2 separate regions of the Mus musculus genome follow, and region 2 is linked to region 1. Evidence: chromatin contacts called from public promoter capture Hi-C data. All regions are on one chromosome and are shown on one strand. The core of a region is the stretch at or near the end of the contact, and the rest is flanking DNA. Distances in the headings are between cores, read along the strand shown. Region 1 holds the start of 4930539J05Rik (RIKEN cDNA 4930539J05 gene). Region 2 holds the start of Metap1 (methionyl aminopeptidase 1).

What was found. Promoter capture Hi-C pulls out the DNA fragments that hold promoters and counts their contacts.
Region 2: a promoter capture Hi-C map of pre-B cells shows a contact between it and region 1. The contact joins the promoter of Metap1 here to the promoter of 4930539J05Rik in region 1. A contact is called at or near these places in 4 of 39 promoter capture datasets (cranial neural crest, frontonasal cranial neural crest, liver and 1 more) and 1 of 484 Hi-C or Micro-C datasets (embryonic stem cells).

Annotation. Positions count from the first base shown.
Region 1 is chr3:135,433,492-135,441,322 of GRCm38.p6, forward strand. It overlaps 4930539J05Rik (RIKEN cDNA 4930539J05 gene), which reads right to left and starts at 5,174. Exons shown (of 3, transcript NR_030689.1): 1 at 4,930-5,174; 2 at 3,044-3,111; 3 at 2,729-2,915. It overlaps Ube2d3 (ubiquitin-conjugating enzyme E2D 3), which reads left to right and starts at 5,635. Exons shown (of 7, transcript NM_001356597.1): 1 at 5,635-6,307. The coding sequence starts at 6,284.
Region 2 is chr3:138,485,829-138,493,659 of GRCm38.p6, forward strand. It overlaps Metap1 (methionyl aminopeptidase 1), which reads right to left and starts at 3,554. Exons shown (of 11, transcript NM_175224.4): 1 at 3,430-3,554. The coding sequence starts at 3,543. It overlaps Gm32553 (a long non-coding RNA gene), which reads right to left and starts at 2,233. Exons shown (of 2, transcript XR_001784010.2): 1 at 505-2,233.

The DNA.
Region 1 (7,831 bases), core at 3,924-6,423:
CTGCAGTTACAGATGGCTGTGAACCACAAAGTGGGTGCTGGGAATAGAACCCAGGTCCTTTGGAAGAGAGGCCAGTGCTTTAAACTACTGAACCATCTCACAATGGTTATTTTTAAAACAACCTCTGAGCTTGTTTTTAAAAACTGTACTTGTAAATAAATGTTGGCTGAACAGCAGAATAACTTTCAGATATAGGAACAATGTTATAGAGACAGTATTGCAAGCTAACAAATACAAAATAAGTTTTATGAAACAGTGAGTATAATAATGTAACAATGAATTCTGTGTTCTAAGGCAATAGTCCTGCTATGCTTGAGAAAAGAGGAACACAGTAATTAGAGTTTCCTAAAGAAACAGTGGAAATGGCTCTGACACTATCTTGGAGATCACAAAGTCCGAAAATATGCTGCTTAAATGATGAGCAAGTGGCAGAATTCAGCTGTAGTCTGAAGGCCTGGGGGGTGGGGGGGGGGGGTGAAGAGACTGCAATAAAAGCTTCCTAGTGAATCCAAAGGTCAGAAATCCAGAAGTATTGGTGTCCATCTGAGGGCCAGAGAAGGTGAATATAAGAAACAAATTTCCATTCCTCTGCCAGTTTATTTTATTCAGAATCTACATGGATTGAAATTTTCTTATTTGTGTTGAGGCCAGTCTTTGGTCTCAGTTCATTGATTCAAAGGATAAGCTTTTCCAAGAACATACCATGGATACACCAGAAATAATGTTTTACCAACCATGTGGGCATCCCTCTACCCAGTCAAGCTGAGTGTTCCATCAAGGTTGGGCATCATAGTATTTTACATATTGCTTTGGGGGCACTGTCCCTTCCCCAGACAAGGCCCTTGAGTAATATTTACTTTTCTTCTAACTGGACTACTCGATGAAATTAACAATATTTAAAATACTGATGAAGTGCTAATAAGTCTTGTATAAGATGGCAGTAAGAAAGGTGATTGCTTAATTGTGTGCACACACATATGTATAAGAAAGTATATTCATGCCAAAAAAAGGAAAAAAAGCTTTCTTGCTTCCATTTTCGTTTGCTGGGATTCCTTCACGAATAGTTTAAATGGGCTTGTAATGTTTTCCTTCCCACTTCTTTCTGCATACCTCATCTAGCCTGGCCTAGACCTCAGGAGTAGCCCAGGCCGACCTTAAAACTCACGATCCTCCCTTATTCCTAGGATTACAAGTGTGTGCTACTATATGCCAGCATTCTCTTCTGTTCAGTGCAATTCTGTTTCATTGATGAATAACCTAAATCAACTGGAAAGGATCTGGGTTGCTTGTTTTTGAATGTTATGATTTAACTACTATGAACATTTATATATATGTTTTGTATGGAGAAAAACACTATTTTTTAATCACAAAGATTTGTGCATGGCTCATTACAGCCTGAACCCTACCAATTTAATGTCAAAATACTGTTCTCAACATGAAGCACAGCTTCCGTTTAAAAGCAATGCCATTCCATAGCCCAGGTTGGCTCTAGCTGGTGCGCTCCTTCCTCCGTTCCCCAGTGCCAGAATTAGAGGGATGACACCACGCCCAGCCAAATACAACTCCCTGAAGGAAGTTCACTCAACCTTACAAAATGATATTTTAAATTAGAGTATAAAATTAGTTGTATTTTTATGAAAACCACATATTTGTTTCACTTAGGCTTCAAATCACCTTTTTGCAGGATATGCAAATGAACTTCAAATAGAAATTCATATAAATACTTTATTCTGTATATGGTATATATTGAGTAAGGGTACACTTTTTTTTTGTTTTAGACAGTGTAGTCATATATGCTGGCCTCAAATTTTTATGGTATGAATGTTTTACCTACGTGTGCGTGTGTGTGTGTGTGTGTGTGTGTTTAATATGTATTTCTATCTTACATGCATACCTGTTGCCCACGGAGGCCAGAAGGCATCAGATCCACTGGAACTGGAGTTACTGATGATTGTGAACCACCATGAAGATGCTGGGTACTGAACCTGGTTCTCTGGAAGAGCAACAAGAGTTCTTAACTCTTCATCCATCTCTCCAACTCCTGTCATCAAACTCTTAGGTTCTGCGTCTACCTCCAAAGGTTGGGATTACAGGCCTTCAATTCTATGCCCAGTTAAAATTCTGTATCTTATCTTTTCCTAATCACTTTGCATGTCTTCAACTAATGATGTAGGAGATAAACACAGAGTATTAGCCAAACCTACTTTTCATGTGTGTAAGTTTGTATCACCACATTACAATTCTAATAAATACTAGACACACCATTTACCTTATCATCAATTCAAAGTTTGGGTCTTTATTAACCAACTAGACCCTACTGTGTTTTATTTCTTCAGTTAGGGTCTTACACATCTCAAGCAGACCTTGAACTAGATACAAGGTAAGGAGACACTCCAACCCCCAGCCCCACTCAACTTCAAGTGCTGGGATTATGGCTGTGCGGCTCCATTCCTGTTCATAGGTGCTAGGAACTGAACCTTGGGCCTCATGCATGCTAAACAGACACTGTACCAATTGACCTATAGTCCTAGACCTAGTATAGTGTCTATTAAAATTACTCATACCATGTTTGCTTTTCTTTAAAACTGACTACTTCCAATGTCTCACTCTAGAGTATGAATTTCAGTGTATGTGAGGGTGTTTTCACATATGAAACATTATTTTGAGCAGGGTCAACAGCTCTACTGAACTGCCCACATACTTTTAGATATAAGAACTCTGACCACAATTTTTCCCAGTTTGCTGTGCTTTATTGCATAGCAGTAAAGTTTTAGTGTACTTCTTTGTTGAAACTTGTTAGATTAGGGCAACAGGAACTGGTTTCTTTGAAGGTTACTTCATTGTCCTCCCTGTATGTTGAGTTTCTAGTTGGTAGGTTCCAGTTAGGTTCCTCACTAATCTGTGCACCCTGGCTTCTGAAAGTACAAAACAAAGGGGAAAAGAAGCCAAACAAACGAATTCAGCTGTCAATTTAAAACACAAATAGAAAACTTCGTGTTCTATAAGACTCAGTCCAGTAAGTACTCTGAAATTGAATACTTACATTCAAATTCCACTTCTCCCACTTAATAGCTCTGTCCCCTTGGTGTAATAGCAATCTGTGCCCAGTTTCTTCATTTGTAAAAGAAAACAAGTGTCATGCCCGGCACATAATTTTCATAGATATAATCTATTTTATTATATATACATATATTTCAAAATGTTTCATATTTCTCTCTGGCCAGTTAAATAGCTGAGTTGTGACTGATAGCAAGGAGGAGCAGCAGTGTGTGTAGGGGGTAACAAGAACAAAGTGTGACATATACATGACACTGTCACAGGGAAACCCATTATTTGTACGCTATCTTAAAACAGCATTGATATAACCAGTAACAGCCTACAGTGTCCTTTCACATTATGACATTTAAAACACAGCAACTCAGTGACAAAGGGCGGGCATTATTACATCTAACTTGGTGGTGAAGAAACAAAACTATAATATGTGGAACCAGACCACTATCATAAATAGAAAGCCGTAAGCAAGAACTCAGATCTGGGGTTCTCCTCCCACCCCCATGCTTAGCTCTTTGCTTTGTGTCTACTGGTTAGCCAGGAGAGAACAATGGGCTGTTCAGGGAGGAGAAAGTCAGAGGTGTCCCGTAGGGCACGAGGTAAGTACTGAGGGTTTACTAACTCAGAAAATGGTTCTGATGAAGTAATCTCTATCACTTGGCTGCTTGTTGTAAGTATAATCTCGGGCCTACTAAATAAAATCAGCATTTTAAACAAGACTCCAGGTGGTTCCTATGGCGAGTAGCTGAGGCAGCTGCATTCCGTTAACTGCTCCAGTGATATTACCTATGGTATACACCGTCACTCTTCGGCTATACATTGACTTTTATCATTTTACTTGCGGAATATTGCCTGCAACAGGTTCTCAAAATTCAAATTATTTCCACGTAGTCCTGAAGGACCTCCACTTTAAGTAGGGTCGTTTAAGGATGCTAGAAAACCTAAACATATTGATCTTTTTGAATGTCTTTCAAAAGTTAAAGTCTTACTTTTTACCCAAAGAGTACTCTCGATGACAAACGGCCCTCTACATTTTATGCAGGGCAGACTAAAACAGGGCAGTGGCACACTTAACAGATCTCACCCCCAGGATTTAATCCAGACCGATTCCCTAGTATTTTGTCACTTTGGGGCTCAAAAACTGAAACAGCAGAAGGAAAAGACGATTCTAGGATATTCCTCTTGCGGTTCCATACCTAAGGCTCTACCCAATCCGATCACAATAAAGCTGTATTGTTAAGGCTATGCAAACGCAGAACCCTGCAGGCCGCTGCTCTCAGATTGGCCCCTCGGGGTTAACAACGCGCATGTGTCCGCACTTGGCGGTGCGATCAGCACTCAGCCTGGATCTTTTAATTTGCTGTTCCTAATTTGAGGGGAGCTTCTTCGCGCTGCTCAGCCCTCTCTGAGGAGCACGGGAAGAAATCTCCATCACCTGGGCCGGCAGAAGCCGTGAACCGGCTCCACCTTGACTAAGGCATCTAGTCACCCCGCGGCCCCGCCCACAGCACCTCCCCGATTGGACGCCCGGGGGAGGGCCGTGTCGGCGCGCGACGGCCGGCCGGTCGGGGGAATTCCATTTCCTCCCCCGCCCACTAGCATAAGCACTCAGGGGCGGTGCTTCCCTCGCAAGACCCGCCCAGTAAGAGCCCAGGGGGGGGGTTGCCGGCGCATCTCGCGATAACTTGCGGATTTGGGGGCGGGTCCCGAGCCAGGAAGAGAGCACAAAACTGCCCTTAAGTCATTGCAGACCCGGAGCTGCTGCGAGCCTGCCACGAGGTTCTCGCGAGATCCGCCACCTCCATCCCAAGTGAGGAAACGGGGGGCCACTCAGGGAGGGGCGTGGGGCCTCGACCGCGCAGCTGCCGCTTCCATTACCTTCCTCCTAAGGTCTCCTTCCGGTTCTCGATGCTTCTCTGAATTTAAGGGTTTCCGCCACTCGCCTACCCTCCCCCTCAGCCCATGACCCGCCTCCGTCCCCCGCCCTCCCGGCCCGACCTCCGATCGCTTTAGCGAGAAGGTGCTGTTCCGACAGGGAGACGGCAAGCGGGCGGCACGTCCACTCGGCCCGAGCGAGGGAAGCAAACCGCTCCCCCCTGAACCCCTCGGCTCGCCCCGCGCTCGCGACGGCGGCGTTGGCGGACGGATACGCGGCGGTGAATAGGCGGGGGGAGGGGCGGAGCGTGGCAGCTGGCAGTAGTTCCGTCAGAGCGGACATCTTGTGGCTGTGCCGTGCGCGTGAGCCCCGTAGGGCCGGGGAGGCACCAGCTGCCGCGCGGGGAGGAGGCCGAGGCCGCAGCTCGAGGGAGGCCCCGGCCCTCTGTACGCGTGGGTGTGGACAGCTCGGGAAAGGGGAGGGAGACGGGCCGGGGCCGGCGCGGTGCCCGGGGGGCTGTGGGCGGCCCGAGCGGGCAGCCCTCGCGGCTGGGTGGGGTAGGGTGGGGAGAGGCCGGCGGCGGAGCCGGGGCCCGGCCGCAGGGGGAGGGGGCATGGGCGCGTCCTCGCGCCGGAGCTCCGCGGCCGCCGGGCGCGTGGTGGCGAGGTGGCGGGCGAGCGAGCGGGCGGGCGCGCGCACGCAGGAGCGCGCTGCGAGGCGGAGAGTACGGTGGTGTCAGGGGCGACCCAGAACAGCCCTCGCCGTGGGGACGGGAGCGCACCCGGGGCCCATTGCCTTGTGCTGGCTCGCTGTCCCTTGGAGCCGAAACCGAAAGGAGCCCGGCGTCGGTCCGGAGCCGCCCGCTCCCCTCCCCCTTGCCTTTCTCTGCCCGAGTGACGCCGGCCTAGCGCCGACTAGGCCCCGGCTCCTCCTCTGCCCGGCTCTGGACCCTGCCCCGCACCCACCCCTTTCTCCTCCGCCTCTTCCTCTCCCACCCGGGGCTCGTCTTCCTTTCAAGAGGCCGGGAAGTTAAACTTGTAACCACCTCTCGGCGCTTCCCGTCACCCTCTCGCCCTCTCTGGGGCGAAGCGCGGATCTCGGTAGCTGGTGGCTCCGCCACCCCGCCCCGCCCTGCCGGGATCGCGGCGGTTTTCAGGGTTCTGGAGTCAGCAGGGTTTCTCCGAGGCCCTGGCGAGTCGCTGACCTGCTCCGTTTTTGCAAAAAGGCGCCTGTGTCTGGCAGAGCCGGTGTGAGAAGAAGAGACAACCCTTCCCCGCCGCCGGGATAATCAAGAATTTTGGCCGGACCTTTGAGTACACCTCGGGATAGTGAGGAGCCCGGCGAAAAGCACAGACTATGGCGCTGAAACGGATTAATAAGGTGAGCAGTTTGGACTAAATGGTGCGGACAGGGTTGTGGGAAGAAAGGAGGCTTGGGGCCCAGAGGAAAAAAAGCGTGGGTCTGGTGGTGGATACAATTCTGAAAATACCTTTTCTTGGGTTAAGGAAAGGCAGGTGCACTTTGAAATGAGCTGTAAGATAGGGAACTGAATGGTTTGGGTAAGCGAAATGTTAGCTTTTTTCACTAGAATCTGTAAGTATGGGTGAGGGAGCGTGGCTATTAGGCTCCTCGGTTTTTTGCCTAAGAGTCAGGTTTGGGAAGTAGAATTGTGTACAGGCCCTCGGCTAATGTCATGGTGCTGCTTCCTAGTCTTGGTTCTTCAAAACTTATTACAGCTGCTAAGGCTTATTGGCATTCAAAAGAAAGGAATGTAACAGATGAAAAACGTTTTGTTCCAAACTTGACTGAGAGTCTGGGTATGACAAACATACCTCAGTTCGCTAAAATGTGGTGACGAAGTCTGTTCAGAAGCTTAACCAAATCTGGGCAGTTACACAAGAGTAAGTAGGGTTGGGAGGAGGTGGACCGACACTGTTGCCACTTCCTGTGTTGTGTGGTCGCTGCTCTCACCCGAAGCTATTTATCTGAGGCACTGGGAACCCTGTAAAAGCCTTCTGAAAGATCCTGGGGGGAGTGGGGGTTGACAGTGCAGGGAAACTGGATGGGGAGACTGTTTTTGCTTAAAACCCATCTTTAAGGAGGCTTGTTTGAGCAAATCGATATAGTTTGATAAGTTGTCAATTTAAGTTGGCAAGAACTAGAATTTTTTTCAGAAATATTTTGCGAGTGGATCCACCTCTCCGGTGGTTTAGTCTCATTTTCTTGCTCTAACTTCTATCCCGCATTTTAAGATGGCGGCTGCTTTAACTGGCTCGGGTTCTTTCCGGCATCTCCTTTTCTAACTATTTAAGATAATGTTCTCTGTTAGCGTTAAACGTTTTTTTATTCTGTTGTAGGGAGCTCTCACAGCCTCTGCCCCCAAGACTTAACCTAAATTCAAACTCTCAGACTAAGTTTCTGTGCGTGTGTGTGTGTGTGTGTGTGTGTGTGTGTGTGTGTGTTTTGTATTTGGTTCTTTCACAATCGAGAGGGTGGAGTATTTACAGCTAACTTGAAAAAAATGTTGTGCAGAATAAACTCAGTCTTAATAGAAAAGACAAAATGGGAAGGTTCGGTATTAGAAACTTTGGCTTAGTAACACAGTTTTTAAAGAGTTCTGTGGAAAGGAAGGCAAGGACTTAAAATGACTGGTAGGATCTAATACTACTTTATTTGTAGTTATTTAGTATGTATAACTTGATCAGTTTGATTGGAAAAGCTGTTCATGAAGTTAAGTCTAACCTGTATATATTGATGTTGAAATCTTAAATTCTGTCTCTGGGTAATCTTTGTAGTTTTATGCAAAACACTTAACTGTTTGTATTCTTGATGATAATGCAAAGAGAAAGAAAACCTTAGTATTCAAGACTTCAAATAGATAATAGAAGTTAACATTAAAATTAT
Region 2 (7,831 bases), core at 2,304-4,803, 3.1 Mb after region 1:
ATGGGTCTTATTCCATTAAAGGAAGAAAATTTCTTAAACTGAAACAACTCAGATAAAAAGATTTTTTTTTATTAAATTTTGTTTTGTTTTGTTTTGTTTTGTTTTCTCAAGACAGGGTTTCTCTGTGTAGTCCTGGCTGTCCTGAAACTCACTCTGTAAACCAGGCTGGCCTCGAACTTGGAAATCCGCCTGCCTCTGCCTCCCGAGTGCTGGGATTAAAGGCGTTCACCACCACTGCCCGGCTATTAAAATTATTTTTATAGTTTACTTTTCTGGTTGGTGCCCTACCTATTCATTTCACCTATCAAAACCATATGATAGGAATTCTTAGTGCTCCCATTTTCAAAAGAAAATTCAAACCAGAAGTCACATGGACAATGTCACACCGCAGAGGTGCCGTTCTCCTTTTCAGATAGTTACTCATTCATTCAAATGTGCTGGCCACCGGCTGCCTACAAGTACAGTGACGGGAAGGAGCACTGGGCCATGAGGAGGATAGCTCACCTGATCGAGGACACTGCTTAACTGGTAAGGTAACTGCAGGCCATTACATGGTGCTATAAAAAGGTATAGTTTGGTTGGCTTGGTTTGGTTCCAAAGACAAGCTGGCCAATATTAGGGAACCGAAGAGTGAGAGGAGGGGAAGAAACCTGAAAAGAACACACCCGATGGTGAGGAAAAGCCTTAGGTTCAGCACCTTGTAACTGTGTTTAGGAAAAGTTACAGTGACTCCATCAAGGTGGGGCTGACAGAAGAGCTGTGACTCCAGAGGACACTATTTTGGGTAAGTAAAGAATATGGACACAGCCCTTACTACAGCAGGCGACCCGCCTCGTGTGAGAAGAGCTGCTCTAATGTGGACTCAGAACCTACAACAGTAAGAAGCTCATTACTGCATATGCAGGAGCCAACCGTGGGAAAGCCGACTCGGACACTCAGACCTAGTCTGGTCCTGTCTGAGTGGTTCGTCTATAAAGTGAGGAATTACAGTGGAGAGAGGAACTGCTACAACTGACTCAGTGACAAATTTCACAAGCTAGCCATGGGAGTGGGTATATTTGATTTCATGGCTATCAGTAATACTAGTATACACATACAGACTCCAGCACAGACTACACTCATAGAGATCTCGGATGCTCTACTCGTTCCAACAGAATGCCACCTATGCTCGATGGACAGTATGCTTTTAAGCATTTATATATTCCATAATTTGTAACTATGCTGTCTTCCCCACTTCTCTTTCCTCCCTCCAACCCTTCCCATAAACCTCCTTGCTCTTAATTTCATGGCCTCTATAACTTTGTAATTGTGTGTGTGTGTGTATGTGTTTGTGTGTGTGTGTGTGTGTGTGTGTTTGTAAACATATAAATATGACCTTCTCAGTCCATATAAGGATCCTAATGTGTATGTGATTTCTGAGCTGACCTCTTGGTACTGGATAATCAATTTGGGAGCTAGTGTCAGTACACATTAACCCATGCATGCCACCCAATGGTTTTTAAGATTTCATTTCTATTTTATGTGTATGGATGCTCTGCCTTCAAGTGTGCCTGTGCGCTATGTGCCTGGTGCCTGAGAAGTTTGTGAGAACCACGTGGTGCTGGGAACTGAACTTAGGTCCCCTCAAAGAGCAGAAAGTGCTCTTAACCACTGAGCCATCTCTCCAGCCCAGCCATTTTTTGTTCGTTTTCTTTCTCTTTTTTTGAGATAAGAGTCTCATTATTTAGCAAGGGCTGGCCTTAAAATTCACTAGGTAAACCAGGTTGGCCTAGTAGAGTTCTGCCAGCTTCTGCCTCCAAAGCACCGGGATTAAAGGTGTATGCCACCACACCTAGCGCCTCTCAACTTGAAACCCCTGAATACGAACTATATACATTGATCTAGTCAGATGGCACACAATTTTCATAGCAAATTTTTGTTTTAAATCCAGATTCCACACAGAACTCACTAAGTTAAACTGGAAAACATTAAAGCCACAAGAGGCCCTGCACCAGGTTAATAGCTCCAAGGCTATTTTCAGGTCTCTCTCCTCCAAGTGCAAAGCTTGGAAAGTGATGTCAGCAAGGTCAAGGGTCATATACTCTCTAAAGGCAAGATCATACAATAGTGAAGGACTCTTGCAATGGTTTACTACAATTGCTAAGGCTTTTAATCATTGGCTTCATCTTATTTTATCTTTCCATCTATTTTATCTTAGAAAATAGTTGGTTTTGCTATTTTCATATAACTATTCTTCCCCCCACCCCACCCCCGCCCCCACCCCAGAACCCTGGCCGTCCTGGAACTTGCTTGTACACCAGGCTGACCTAGAACTGACAGATTTGCCTGCCTGACTCCCAAGTGCTGCGATTAAAGGCATGTATCACTTACCACTGGTGACATAATTATTCTTCTTCAACTTTATCTAGATACCAGCATTAAATTGTAGTGGAATCCTTTAAAAAACAAAACGTCTCTAAATGATAGGGCTACAGGGTCTTCCTTAATTTCATTGTCAGCACAATCTTGTACAATACAGAATGAAAGGTACCCTCATTCTCTCTGTATAGAGTAACACTGAAACTGGGGAACTTAAGTAATTTCACTTACTCAAGCTCTCAGAAAAACTAGCATGCCAAGGTCTTTGGCCTATTAACTCCCCTCTCCCAGGAACCTGTCAGTTTATTACCAACGTACTTATATTCTTCTCCTCAACAAATTGTAACTAAGAGCCTAATAACCATCTACTACTTGCCTTGCCATTATTCTGAGTCTAGAAACGCGATGGGACACAAATACTGTTCAATAAATACACACTTCTGTCAGGGCCCCACTCAGTGCTAGGTTTGCTCAGTTGCACAAAAACTACGTCGGAGCCTTGAAGCACAACCCCTGCGGGACTGTCCTTTCTACTCCAGGAACTTCAGTAACAGAAGTGACTCATCTCTTTACCTTACCGGTTCTCAAATTAATAATCTGAGATGCCAACGGAAAAGAATGAATTACACCGACCTCTCTCCACGCCTACACTCAAAGTTACTTAAATGTCAAAGCGCGGTAGTAAAACACAAAAGAAGTGAGACTGAAACAGCTCTCCTCTACGGGAGACTGCAGCCACCCCCAGGCCCCGGCAGGTCGCTTCCGTCTCCGTCCGGGATTGCAGAGACACCGGAGAGAAGCCCCGGGAGCGCGGCCAGCGGCGTCCAGACCCGACCCCGGCTCGGCGGAGGTCTTGGGCTACCGGCTCCCGCGCGTCCCTACCTGCGCACACACCTGGCCGCCCACGGGACCGCGGAGGCCTGGCCCGAACCCGCCGCAGGTCAGCTTCCGCCCCCGAGAGCGCCGGCGGCCGGGCTCCCGGCTCCCGAGGCCCGGGCCGCTCGGAGGCCCGAGCGGGAGGCGACAAGGCCCAGAGGCGGAGGACCGGAGGGGCGCGGGGTGGGCGGCTACCTGCGAGCAGAAGTACGAGCCCTGGATGCCCAGCTTGATGCAGGTGGGACACTGGAGCTTGGCCTCGCTGCTGCAGCCGTCCGTCTCGCACACCCGCGTCTCCACCGCCGCCATGCTGCCTGGCTGCCGGAGGAGGGAGGAACCGCCACAGGGCGGGGAGAGGGACCCAGCCGGGGAGGAGCTCCGATGGCAGGCCTAGGCGCCGGACCGGGAGGACCAGGGCCCGCCCCTACGCAGCGCGCCCCCGCCCCCCTCCGCGCACGCGCGGCCAGGGCCCCGCCCCTTAGCGCGCGCTCACCTGCTGCCCCGCCCCTCCCTCCGGTTCGGCCGACCCCCCGCCCTGACAGCCACGCCCTCTCCGCGCACGCGTAGTGGCGACCCGCCCGGCAGCCTTTACGCCGCCTCCCCTGCCCCGCCCCAAGGCTTGCGGTGGCGGCGACGCCACGTGGGGTCAGCGGAGATCCTACACCCCATGACGTTGGGACCCCGAGCGTGAAATTCTTGAGCCTTCGGTGTTTCATTCACTCGCAGGTGGTTGGGAAGGGCGTGGATTCCTCAGTTTGGTTCGCCGGGAGCTTCTTGGGGACTAATTCCCTTTTCTGAGTTCCGCTTCTCTCTGCCAGTGTTCTCCTCAAAATAAAAAAGAAAGAAAAAATTACGCTCATTCTTAAAAAAATATCAATGGACCGAGATGGGACTGAAATACGCTCTTCCTCATGTCTTTCCACACCCCGCTATTGAAATACATAGCGCTAGTAGCTGCCAGATAGTTCAATATCGATGATTTAAAATATATATATATTATCTGATTTTATAGTTTGAGCGAATTCCACCAATCAAGAATTGAGGGGGGTTAGCCGGGTAGTGGTAGCGCATGCCAAACTTTAAACCTAGCACTCAGATCTAGAGGCAGGCAGATCTCTCTGAGTTGGAGGCCAGCCTGGTCTACAGAGTAAGTTCTTGGATAGCCAGGGTTACCCATAGAAACCCTGTCTCAGAAAACAAACCAAAAGAGAAAAGAAAAGAAATGCGAGAATTAAAAGGCTCTAGAGTTTATCAGATACAACCCGGTAGCCTAAATCTTTCAAACACATAATCAGTAGACAACAACTGCCGTTTTCTATTTTTTTTTTTTGTTTGTTTGTTGCTAGAGGAATGCTGTGACTTTTAAAAAAATCTTTTCCACCTTAATACACCAGAAAAGCTCATGTTTTCTTGAATAACTTTTCCTGTATAACCAACCACTGTAAACTTTTAATAAAAATGTATACATTTAAGAAAATTAGTGACTGCATATGTGTATATGTTTGTATATGACATCTAACTGTATAAATCCCAGCTTCCTAAACTGTGGCTCTCAACTTCTAAATATGGAGTAACAAAATTTTTGGCAATAGTAAGCAGTTTTTGACAGCCTAACAACCAAAAGTTATTTCAGAATTAAACGCAACACTCAGCATGTGCATTGGACTTCTCTGCAGTCTGATCCTGCATCCACTGCACGTACACTCTGTATTGCGGGTGCTGTCACATAGGCAGTGACAAACACATCCTGGTTTCTTTACAGAAGACAGAGACATCTAGTATTCTTCTGTCATTCTTCATTATGTATCCAATCAGGTTGTCTTTGGATTGAGTTAGCCTCAATAGCAGCAATCCTATAGTGGCTAGAACTCTGCATAGAGAATTGAATATTTGCGTCCAGGCATTGCTGTTTTGAGTTACTGACTTTAATTTCATTTTGAAAAAGTTATTAAGTGGTCTTTGGTTTGGATTGAACAGAATTTCCAACAATTTTTTAAACAGACAAAAAGAGACTTCTGCTATTTGAACCATGAGAAACAGCGTTCTCAACATTGACAACTATAAATCAAGATACTAATCAAACCGGGCGTGGTGGCACACGCCTTTAATCCCAGCACTCAGGAGGCAGAGGCAGGCGGATCTCTGAGTTTGAGGCCAGCCTGGTCTACAGAGTGAGTTCCAGGACAGTCAGGGCTACACAGAGGAACCCTGTCTCGAAAAACCAAAAAAAAAAAAAAAAAGATACTAATCAACTATGAAAAACTAAAGATACTTTATGACCTATAGTGTCAAATATTCTACCAAGCTTCCTTCCCTCTCCCCCACTCTCTTCTCTCTCTCTCTCTCTCTCTCTCCCCCCCCCCCATTGTTGTTCTTTGGTTTTTCTAGACAGGGTTTCCTCTCTGTAGTCCTGGTCCTGGCTGTCCTGTAACTTGCTCTGTAGACCAGGTTGGCCTCCAACTCACAGAGATCCACTTCTGCCTCCTGAGTGCTGGGATTAAAGGCAAGAGCTACTACACCCAGTTCTAGATTTCTTTATGTAGAATAAACAAGCACACATGTCTCAATAGAGCAAATTTGCTCTTATCTTTAATAAAAGGTATTATGTTAAATTTTTCTAGGGGCTGGAGAGATGGCTCAGCACTTAAGAGAGCTTCCTGCTCTTGCAGAGGACCTGAGTTCAGTTCTCAGCACCTGTGTCAGGTAGCTCACAACCACTGTGACTGTAGCCCCTGGGGGTCCTTCTCCCTCTTCTGCTGCCCATGGTCATCTGTACACACACAGATACTCACACAGATACATACACATGAATTAAAATATATTTTAAATATCCTTTAAAAATTATTCTACATATGAAAAAGAATAGTATGTGTATGTTGTGTTGACCCACACTGTGGCAGGCATTTGGAGGTCGGGGGACATGTTGGAGGGTTGTTTCTCTCCTTTTACCATGTGACTCCCAATGATGGAATACACACAGGCTGACCTGGCATCAAGTGCCTTTACCAGCTGAGCCATCTTACTGGCCCTAAAGAACCAAAGTAAAGGTCTTTGGAATTTACTATCAGTGAATGTCTGGTTTGTATACGGTTATATATACCTCTATACTTAAGGTTGGGTAAATAGGGTCACAGGCAAAAAGGGTCACAACTGAAAGGCTCATCAAGTCCTAATACGTATAAAATATATAGAGAAGACTGGCAAGATGGCTCAGTGGTAAGAGCTCTTGCCCTTCAAACATCGTGACCCCAGTCCAAGAACGTATGGAGAGGTGGAAGGGGGGAGGTAACTGCACAAAGTTGTCCTCTGATTCCCAACATGCACCCTGCCTTAGTCAGTGTTATAGCTGTGAAGAGACACCATGACTAAGGCAACTTTTATAAGAGAAAACACTTCATTGGGGCTGGCTTACAGTTCTAGAGGCTTAGTCCATTGCCATCATGGCGGGAAGCATGGCAGCATGCAGGCAGGTAGGATGCTGGAGGAACTGAGTGTTCTTATCTTGATCGGAAAGCAGCCAAAAAGAAACTGTTCCACACTGGGTGAAGCTTGAGCATAGGAGACCTCTAAGCCCGCCTACACAGTGATGTACCTCCTCCAACAAGACCACACCTCCTAATAGTGCCACTCCCTTATGAGCGAAGCAGTCAAACACATGGATCTACGGTGGTCAAACCTATTCAGACCACCACACAACCCAGGTGCAAATGCACATATATACCACACAAATTTATAAAATATATTTTAACTGAACCATATAATGCAATGTATTTACTTGCTTTCATTACTGTATTGTAGACTTATTTTTATTGTTACTAATACACTTTTCTCTCAGACTTTAGTGACTGCATATATTCTATTGTATGAATAATTTTCTAAACCAAAGACACTAATAATGGGAATACAGGCTATTTTTAATTGTCATTTACTATAAAGGTATCAGTAAGCACCCTAGGACTTTGTGTGTCTCCTCTTTCACTTGCTGAATCAAAGGGCTTTTGCAGTTCACCATATCTTTACATAGCTCATTATATAATTCCCTATAAAACATTTAAAAGGAAAGACAGTAACCTTACAATGGAGAAACATGTTGTCTAATATACAGAAAATATACAGGAAAGTACAAATCAATTTTGTACATTTTCTTATATGAACCATGAAGAAGTTGGCATATCTACAAAACCGATCCTATATCAAACAAACCCAAACTGGGGAATATATATATATATATATATATATATATATATATATATATATCACCTGCAATGTTCAAAACATGTTGTTTATGTGTGGCTCTGGCTCAATTTATGAGCCCCTTCTGTCATGATTCCTTACGTTGGGCCTTGGCCCTCTTGCAATAGCTAACTGCCTGGTTGCCAGCTGAACCCTGCAATTTCATTCTTATAGTTTCTTATCATTCTATTCCCCTGACCTGAAGTGCCTTTTTCTTCTTCTTCTTCTTCTCCTTCTTCTCCTTCTTCTCCTTCTTCTCCTTCTTCTCCTTCTTCTCCTTCTTCTCCTTCTTCTCCTTCTTCTCCTTCTTCTCCTTCTTCTCCTTCTTCTCCTTCTTCTCCTTCTTCTCCTTCTTCTCCTTCTT